Linked DNA regions of Hordeum vulgare: regions 1 and 2 are each linked to region 3. A link is a contact called in public Hi-C data. All regions are on one chromosome and are shown on one strand. Each heading gives the region's core, a stretch centred on a gene start, on an enhancer-like site or on the middle of the called end of the contact. The rest is flanking DNA. Distances are from core to core; before and after follow the strand shown.

Region 1 (3,144 bases), core at 544-3,043, 290 kb after region 3:
ATTTGTTCGGTGTATATCACAAAAATGTTTGGTATGTATTTAAAAACTGTTCAGCGTATATTATAATTTTTTTAATGTATGTGTTTAACAATTGTTCATCTTTTTGGATTTTTTAAATTCTTGTTCCACTTTTCAATAATTGTTCATGTTTGAAAACTTTGTTCGAATTTAAAAAATTGTTCAAGGTTTTAAAGCGGGTTTTGTGATTGTTAAATTTTGCTCAGAATTTCCTATTTTTGTTCTCGATTTTCTTGAATTGTTTGGAAAATTCAAAAATTATCTTTCACTGTAAACACTCGTGTTGCAAGCAAGTCAACAGAACTTGTCAGCTCGATTGGTTAGGTTCTAGACTTCTCGAGCGAATGTCACGTATAGGATCTTTGGCTCGCACGCGATATTTTTGATGATCTTTTACGCGTTCAGAGCATTTTTTAAAAGGAAAAACACATTTCGAATTTGAAGAACAATTTTAAAAAGTTCAGAACATTTTTTTTAATTTGTGAACAACGTTTGGAAAACGTCAACTTTTTTTAAATTTGGAACATTTTTTAAAAGCAAGAACATTTTTCAAAATTGAAGAATAAATTTCGAACACCAACTTACTTTAAAATTGACAACATTTCGATATTACAAACATGTTTTGAAAATAACAGGTATTTTCCAAAAATAGTGAACGTTTTCTTGAAATACTGAACAATTTTTGAAAATCGTGAACATTTTTTGAAGTTACAAATATTTTTGTAAAATTACAACTATTAGGAATATAGAACATTTCATTTTAAAAACAAAAACATTTTTCGAATTTGAATAACAATTTTCGAACATGATTTTGTTTTAAAAAGATTAAATAACCTTGGAAAAAATGAAAGAAGAAGAAACAAAAAACAAAAAAATATAAAAAACAAAAAAATAAAAATAAATAGGAACATTAAAACGAAAAAATTGGTAAAAAACAGGATCAGGGAACCTACTTGCTGCACTATGCGACAAATAGGAGATTTCGTTCAACGAGGGTTCGAACCACTTTGTGGTGAGCACTCGGCTCTAACCATCCGGCCATGACCCGACTTGTGTAATTATATTTCAGATTAATATTTTACTGTATATGTCAGTTTGGTTTTTCTTCTTATTTTTTTTATCATATTTTTGTTTTCTTTAATGTGCCTTTTTGAAAAATCAGTGAACCTTAATGTTTTGTTTTTTTTTCAATTCTAAATTTCATGATATTTATAAAACCAACGGGTTTTCTTTTCAATCAGTGAAATATTTCCACTATTTTAAAATTAGAGAACTTTTTCAAAATTGATGAATTCCTTTTCAATTTTCATGAACTTTATTCATATTGGATGAACTTTTGTCAAGATCAATGAATTTTCTTCAAATTTGAAGAACTGTTTTCAAAATCGATGAACTTTTTTTCAAATTCGCTAACATTTTTCAGATTTAACGAATTTTTTGGAAAATAAATGATTTTTTTTCAAAGATAATGAATTTTTTGTCAAAACTGACGATTTTGTTTTTTCAAATCCTATAAACATTTTCAGAATTGATAAACTTTTTTTCAAATCCGATGGTTTTTTTGCAAAATTTGTGATCTTTTGTTCAAAATCAGTCTAACTTTTTAATTCACAAAAAAATTCGTTAATTGCGTGATTTTCGTAATTTTTCATATTTAATCAACGACTGACTGAACGGAGCTCACCATGATTGATCCCAGTAAGCGTTCGCGTATATGGGCCGGCCTATGAGGCCATGGTGTGTGGGCGCCAGCTAGGGATACTGGCGCCTGCAGCGCCGGTTAGGAGCTTCCGGCGCGAGCGCTATTTCTCTCTTTAGCGAGACGGGAAGCTCCTCTAGCATAGGGCGCTACGATGTCGGGCAGGCCCGTTATGCGAGCGCATTCTTTAAAAAGAATAGAGAAAATGGGAAACCCGGAAATTAATCCCTGGTCTAAAGATTATTGCGCAACGCTCCTAGCCACCCAGCTCAAGTCGAGTTCGGGTAAGAGTAAGTGGGCGCGCACTACCTGAGGCATAACGAGCTAGTTTCCACTGGTTTCCCGGTTTTTTCTTTCTCCAATATCTTATGTGTTATTCAATTTTTCTTCCTATTTTTTGATTCTTTTTATAAATTTTATTCTCTATTTTTTTCATCCTCTTTTCTACAATTTTCAATGCTTTTGTTTGTTTTCATTTCTTTCTTTTCTTTCTTCCATCTCCGGTCTTAGTTTTTCCAATTTTTTATTCTTTATATTTGTGCCTTTTCTTTTTTCACTTGTTTCTTCAGTATTTTTCCTTTCCCAATTCTTTTTTTATTTTCGTTTTCAATTTCTTAGGTTTTTTTTCATTCTACATTCCTATATACATGATTAATATATTTCCAAATATCTGTTCAATATTTTTAAAATTGTTATTCAACAGTTTTCAAGTACTTAGTCAACATTTTTATATAATTGGTCAACGTATTTTCAAATACTTTGTTAACATTTTTCAAATATTTGTTCAAGTATTTTCAAATATTTGTTAACATTGCTTAGATATTATTTTCATATTTTTATACACATTATCAGCATTTTTACAAATACGTGTTCAATATTTTTCAAATACTTGCTCAAATCTTTTTTACATGATCAAAAAAAATTGAAATATTTTTTAACATTTTTCAAATAGTTGTTAAACATTTTTAAATTACACATTCTATATTTTATATACATGATGTACATTTTATCAAATCATTAGTCAACATTTTCCAAATACTCTGTCATATTTTTTAAATACTTGTTCAATATTCTTTCAAATATTTGTTCAACATTTTCACATACTTGATCTTTTAAATACTTTCTCAACTTTTTGAAATGTTTTTTAAGAGTATTTTTCGTACTATATATTATAATGTTTAATAGCATAAAAAAGTAATATAGTAAAAATTAAAATTAAAACAGAAGACGTAAAAAACCAGGAAACGGGGGCTCTTGCCTCCCTCTGTCGCGGGCCGGTCCAGCTCGCTGGTCCCTTCAGCGAGTCCAAAGCCAGACTTGTTGAAGGCGAGTTATAGGGCCCGACTGGCTGTGCAGTGACTATTTATCAAACGAGCACAGGGAGAACTTCTGGCTAGAGGGGGGCGGGGGGTGGAGAAATGGGGCTG
Region 2 (3,269 bases), core at 658-3,157, 280 kb before region 3:
TACAGGCGACTAATATAATATAGCGCCATCCATACTAACAACATAAAGAGCACCATTTGATTTAAAACTGCCCTGAAATCTTATCTTCCTGGCCCTACACTGACCCAATCCAACGGCCTAGGTCAAAAGTTGGTCCAGGCATACAACGCTCTAATGGCCGAGAAATTCTATTACAACAGCTAGTAAATCCCAAAAATATGCTCCAACCACATTCTAATAAACAGGGATGTCGTCTAATGGCCGAGAAATGCTATTACAACAGCTAGTGAAGAATACATATTAGTTGTGTCCTGTTTGAAACCACGGATATGGATAGAAAAATATTTTTAACAGTATCCAGCAGTTGTCATTTGTTTACATCCCTAGAACTGACAGCTCAGTGGTGAAGAAAACATGAAATGGAAAAGGGGAGTTTTACGTATTACTCATCTAACGGCTTCCATCTAAGCAGACATATACTTCCTGCAAATATCCAAGCAATCCAGTAACGTTCCAACTCAATTTGACATTATACACATCAATAAAGTAGATAGCCACAATAGCAACGATAAGTTTGTTAGTCAATCAGTAAAATAAATGGCTGAAAAGGCTGGATTATCACAATCCACAGACATACTGCCAAACGCAGACTAAGAGAGTCTTTGCCTCAACTCCACTTGTCTAGCGCACTGGAAATAGCTAAATGAGCTCAGAAGGTGAAATCCATTCCGAAAAATGAAAACTTTCCTAACTTGGGACAGACTTGACTAAGGCATGTGACAAAGTTTGGCTTCCAACCATGGCATGCAATAACACGTTTGGATTGTGACTATCTTTGCCACGTATTGCCACACTTCTTTTCTTTTAAATGATTGTCACACTTGCCTTACTTGAGGTGATCAAATTCTTAGCCACACTTTGGCTTGCCTTAGGGAATCTTGCCACACTTTTTGCATCTACGACATGTAGGGCTTACTACTCACAAAAAGAATCTTGCTTTAGGTGTGGCTAGAACCAAGCACCCTCCTAACTTGGTCAAACTTGCCTAAGTTGAGGTGTGGCAAAGTGTAGCTAGGAACCAAACATACCCTAACTTCTAAATCCTTGAAATCTATCCAACATAGCGCAAACTCGACTAGATTGTGAAATTACAGAATATCAGCGTATTCCATAACCTCATACCCGATTCTATCCCTAGAGGTGTGTGAGACAATACGGGAGCATCTATAATCATCATAATACAAACAGCAAGTAACCAATATTCGTCGACCAGATACCGAATTCACCCATACAGTGCCGTGGAGCAACAGCTTAAACCCGTAATCGCACCGTAATCCACCATCTCGGGAATCATATAGCTGCCGTCCGCATCACAGCGACAGCTTTGGATCGGAACGAATCCTGGCCGCACACATACAATCCCCCAAAAATAACAAAGGGGGTGAGGTGGCTAGCCGCACCCGAGCGAAGCGGATCGCTTACCCTTGCTGGCGCTGATGAGGAAGTAGCCGTCGGGCGTGACGGGGCTGTAGAACAGGTCGACCACCGGCCGCGAGTGGCCGTGGCACACCTTGGACACCGCCACCTTCTTCTTCTCCATTTCTCCTCGCCCCCCTCCCGCTAGCCTCCGCGGGCGGCCTGGCTCGTCGACTCCGGCGGCGGCCTGAAATGCGGCGCCCTCCTCCCCGAGGCCCTAACCCTAGCCCCGATCGGGAAAAAAAATGTCAGGGAGGATCGAGGCGGGGAGGGGAGTCGCGCGGCGGGGCGCGGGATATGCTGATCCGGATCCCTGGAGTTTGATCTGTACAGGAGTTTTTATTGGATAGAGGCGGCAATGGGGTGTGGGACTGGGAGGGAGGGAGGGAGCCGAGGGTGAGGCTGGCTCGCCTCGGGGGTGGGGACTGGGCGAAGGAGCGGGGAAGGGGAGTGGGGGGCGGCAGGAAGGCGACGGTCCGGCTTATATGAATCCCTCACGGACTCTCGGGGCTCCTGTCGGCCGTTGGATCGTGTGGTCTGACGGTGCTGCCCTCGTTGGTTAGATTTTGGACTTGTTTTGGGGACATGCTTGTGAATCTTTGGTGCTGGTCTGAATTTCTCCAAATTGTTGGTTCTTTTTCTTCGAATTAAAAACCTGACAGCGTGATGTGGAAATTGAGAAGTATATGTAGTCATTAAACCGATATACATATAAGAAAAAAACATACGCACGTTGTTTGTCTGCTGCATATCTAGGTTATGTTTCATTGTGGCTCATAGCAAAATATGTTTTATTTTGCGAAAAAACTTTATATCTGTTCATTTTTAATCATAACAGTACAAGGAACACCAAAAAAAGATATCCAGATTTGTATACCACCTAGCGATGACTACAAGTACTGAAGCGAGTCGAAGGCGCGCCCTCCTTCATCGCCTCTCCCATACCGGAGCGACAAAAAAAACTTGTTGTAGTAGACAGTTAGAAAGTCGTCTTGCTAAGACCAATTAGGACCAGCGTAACAGAACAGCAACCGTCACCGATGAAGAGTAGTGTAGATCAAAAGGATACAACCTGGAGACACACGAACATAAACAAACTACAACCATATCCGAGCAAATCCATCAAGAACAGATTCACCGGAGACACACGCCACAACCCACCAACGATGCTAGGCACATCACCGGCGGTAGCTAGGTGACGAGAACCTTATTCCATTTTCAAGGAGTCGTCATCTTCTTGTCTTTTTAAACAGGACGCAAACTCTAACAAAACTCAAAGGAACTTTTAAAAACAAAGCCCCCAACCGACAAGGGTTGGGATCCACCGCGCCGCCATGGCCCTAAGGCCACCAGAGACGAGGCGGTCGGTGACGGGGGGTAGATAAACCCTAGTCTTCATCGTGCAGAGAGCGTGTTGTTGGAAATATGCGCTAGAGGCAATAATAAATTGGTTATTATTATATTTCCTTGTTCATAATAATCGTTTTTTCTCCATGCTAGAATTGTATTGATTGGAAACTCAAATACATGTGTGGATACATAGACAATAAACTGTCCCTAGTGAGCCTCTAGTTGACTAGCTCATTGATCAAAGATGGTTAAGGTTTCCTAGCCATAGACAAGTGTTGTCACTTGATAACGGGATCACATCATTAGGAGAATGATGTGATGGACTAAGACCCAAACTATGAACGTAGCATATGATCGTGTTATTTTGTTGCTATTGTTTTCTGCATATCAAGTGTACATTCCTATGACCATGAGATCATGTAACTCACTCACACCGGAGGAATGCTTTGTGTGTATCAAACGTC
Region 3 (3,007 bases), core at 253-2,752:
AAAGGTAAACGTTTATTTGGATGGAACAAATGTGGTGACCCTTCTTTTCCTAACTGTAAACCTTATCCTGTGCCTCTCCCTTATCTCTTTCTGAATCTTATCCTGTGCCTCTCTCCCTTCGTCCTCCTCGTCTCATTCTTTTCCTCATTCCTTTTCCAGTTGCTCCCTTCCTCCATGACTCTTTTTCATTGACCTTCACTTTCTTTGTTAAGGCATCCATGGCTGCCCGCACACGCCCTACTCCTCTCCCGTAATGCTGTCGGGGGGTGCCGGAGCCCCTGCATGCTGTAGTTTTCTCTACGAGACCAAGCTAAAGCTGCAACCAACATAGTGCCCTGTTACAACAGGCGTCATGTTTTTCTACAACCATGGCCTGGGAGCTTGGTGGAGCAGCAGCATCAGCCGTGGAATATTGGTTGTAACAATTTCAATCCCCGGTGGTAGCAAATATCTACTACGGTTGCAGCAAAACGACGTCATCGTCATCGCGGGTCGCAACTGAGATAAGATGTTTGAAACTTTTTTCAATGCGGTTGTAACTTTTGTAAATGCCGGTTGCAACTTTTCGTTTTTCGTCCATGGCTTCGTCTTCACGGTTGAAACTTTTTCATAGTCGGATGAAGCTTTTTTCGTCGCTAGATGAAACACTTTTGTCACCGGTTGTAACTTTTGTTGGTCATCCATAGCTCCCGTCGTATACTGGTCGAAGTTTTTTTTGTAGCCGACTGAAGCCTTTCCTGTTGCTAGTTGTAGCTTTTTTGTCGTCGATTGTAGCACTCGGCATCTTCCCCTGAGCTCTTTTTTGTTGTTGGAAGTTGCACATCGGGGATGAGCGGCAGCGAGCACACCAGCGAGCTCCAGTCGTCCCAACCGGAGCCACAATGGTCTCAACAAAAGCTTCAACCGCAGGGTGCGGCTGTTGCACGGGGCACCAACATGGCAACCGCCGAGCCGACGAGCTACTCCGGCGAGCGGTGATGAGCTGCTTCGGCGAGCGGCGATGAGCTACTCTGACGAGCGGCGACGGCGACGGCGACGAAAGCCTGCGCGCGGAGCTGCAAGAGGAGGCTAGGGGAGGAAGGGGTGATCAAGAGGAGCCTAGAGGAGGAAGGAGTGATCAGGCGAGGAGGAGATGCGGGGGAGTTCGTGGGAGCGAGGAAGAAGACGACTGATCCCAGTACAAACCGTTTTTTTCCGATGCGAGTGCGTGCGCCATCTAACCGTCTTGGTGGTTTCGTGCATGTCAAATCCAAAGAGACACGGACGAGCGGTCTAGTGTTTTAGGCCGGCACACACTGCCCATATTGAAATCTCTGAAAAGAAAAACGGAGGGAGTACAATACAAAGTGTGGGTCAACAGTGCCCGCTCCGATCTGTGGCCGTGTCCGTCCCCTTCTCGCACCTACTACTCCGAACCGAACCGTGCCGCACCCCGCACCACGCACCACCGGGCGATCGACCCGTCATATACGGCACGCCCGTCCAGCCCCGAGAACCAAAAGCCAGAAGCGAACCAAACGTGCCGGAAAAGAAAGCTCCCCTCGAACCCGAGCAGACTCGAGCCACCTACAGAGCGGCGGAGCAGACGAGGGTGCCCCGATGGCGGCGGTGGCGATGGACATCGCGAAGCCCTCGGCGCTTCCGGCGAGCGTCGACGACCCGTCGGCGGCGTCGGCCAAGGGCAGGGCCGGCGGCGGGGAGGGGCTGCGCCAGTACTACCTGCAGCACATCCACGACCTGCAGCTCCAGATCCGGACCAAGACGCACAACCTCAACCGCCTCGAGGCCCAGCGCAACGACCTCAACTCTCGCGGTACGCACGGCCCCGATCCCCAGCCTCCGTCTGCTGTTTCCAGTCCGCCGCGCAACCCTAGTTCCTCCCATGTGCGCGTGTCTGTCATGGCAGAAAAGTCGATCCGCTGCGTCATATCGTTTGATTGCGATTCGCTTGATCCAATTGCGCCTGGACCTCTTGTTCCGAGCTTCAACCATGCTTAATCCGATGGCGTGTAGATAGTGTCCCCGATTTTAGGCTTCTTTTGGTGATGTTCACGCGTCCCACTTATGCGTCATGTTCGTGATTGGTGGAAATTTTGTTTTTTTAGCGTGTATAAATAGTCCTAACTCTGCTCACATGTCTTTCGTTAATTGAAATTCAACAGCTTTTTTGGGGTATTGAATTTGTTGTTCATTTAGAATATGGAATGCTTCTGAGACATTGAATTTTGTTTGATTATAATGTGTGATCTCTTGTGCTGAAAATTTAAATGCTCATCACAATTTTGGTATTCCAGTTAGAATGCTCCGGGAAGAGTTGCAGCTGCTTCAAGAACCGGGCTCATATGTTGGCGAGGTTGTGAAGGTTATGGGCAAGTCAAAGGTTCTAGTCAAGGTACATTATGTTTCACTGTTACTTCTTTCAAGCTATGCTTGTGCACATCTGTTTTGCTTTAGGCACAATGGATGACCAGTATTTTGTTGCAAACCCTCAATTGGGTAGGTCAGCCATATGTTTTTATCCTCGGTGGAACATTATTTTTGTCTGGCAAGGAAAAGTAGCCACTTGATTTCCTTAACACAAAAATTAAAAAAGGAAAATTTGTTTAGCAAGGAGAAAAGGACACTAAAAGTATATGGCTTTGTGATATATTGACATCCTCATGTGCATGACTGTATTATGTTAACATTTTTTAAGTTTCTATATGGCTAAACATGCAATGGAATGAAAACTTGAACTAATGTTTTATTTGTGATGTTCAACTTAGTGTTCAGAACCAGGAATTCACATTTCATGTGACATTGTTCGTTTCGCCTGTAAGAATATCAACGATTTAAAGCTGACAAATAATTATGATAATAGAGTTTGCCAAAAAGGCTGTTTGCTTGGTTCAGTTGTGCTCATAATTTCTTTATTCTTGCATATGGTGGCTCACTGTGCTTACTAGTCTGTTGCAATTTTGTGTAACATAAAACATGCATAGTTATGTTGTACTGAGGCTCTTGGTTC

Evidence for each region. A called contact is a pair of places that touch in the nucleus more often than the background predicts.
Region 1: a contact with region 3 is called in a Hi-C map of seedling, with 4 times the contacts expected there. The contact joins the enhancer-like site here to the promoter of LOC123407310 in region 3. A contact is called at or near these places in 2 of 6 Hi-C or Micro-C datasets (leaf and seedling) and 1 of 1 datasets of contacts at active chromatin or transcription factors (embryo).
Region 2: a contact with region 3 is called in a Hi-C map of leaf, with 2.6 times the contacts expected there. The contact joins the promoter of LOC123413342 here to the promoter of LOC123407310 in region 3. A contact is called at or near these places in 4 of 6 Hi-C or Micro-C datasets (leaf and seedling) and 1 of 1 datasets of contacts at active chromatin or transcription factors (embryo).

What each region holds. Positions count from the first base shown.
Region 1 is chr7H:490,378,225-490,381,368 of MorexV3_pseudomolecules_assembly, reverse strand. No RefSeq gene overlaps it. Among protein-coding and RNA genes, the nearest start is that of LOC123410015, 92 kb to the left of the region's middle. Within about 2 kb of position 1,793, at least 3 of the 3 cell types and tissues checked have open chromatin away from gene starts, as enhancers often do. A contact at or near this core is called in leaf and seedling, where this site is marked.
Region 2 is chr7H:490,956,057-490,959,325 of MorexV3_pseudomolecules_assembly, reverse strand. LOC123413342 (serine-threonine kinase receptor-associated protein-like) reads right to left here and starts at 1,907. Exons shown (of 7, transcript XM_045106287.1): 1 at 1,462-1,907. The coding sequence starts at 1,579.
Region 3 is chr7H:490,671,729-490,674,735 of MorexV3_pseudomolecules_assembly, reverse strand. It overlaps LOC123407310 (26S proteasome regulatory subunit 8 homolog A), which reads left to right and starts at 1,502. Exons shown (of 8, transcript XM_045100414.1): 1 at 1,502-1,813; 2 at 2,295-2,392. The coding sequence starts at 1,600.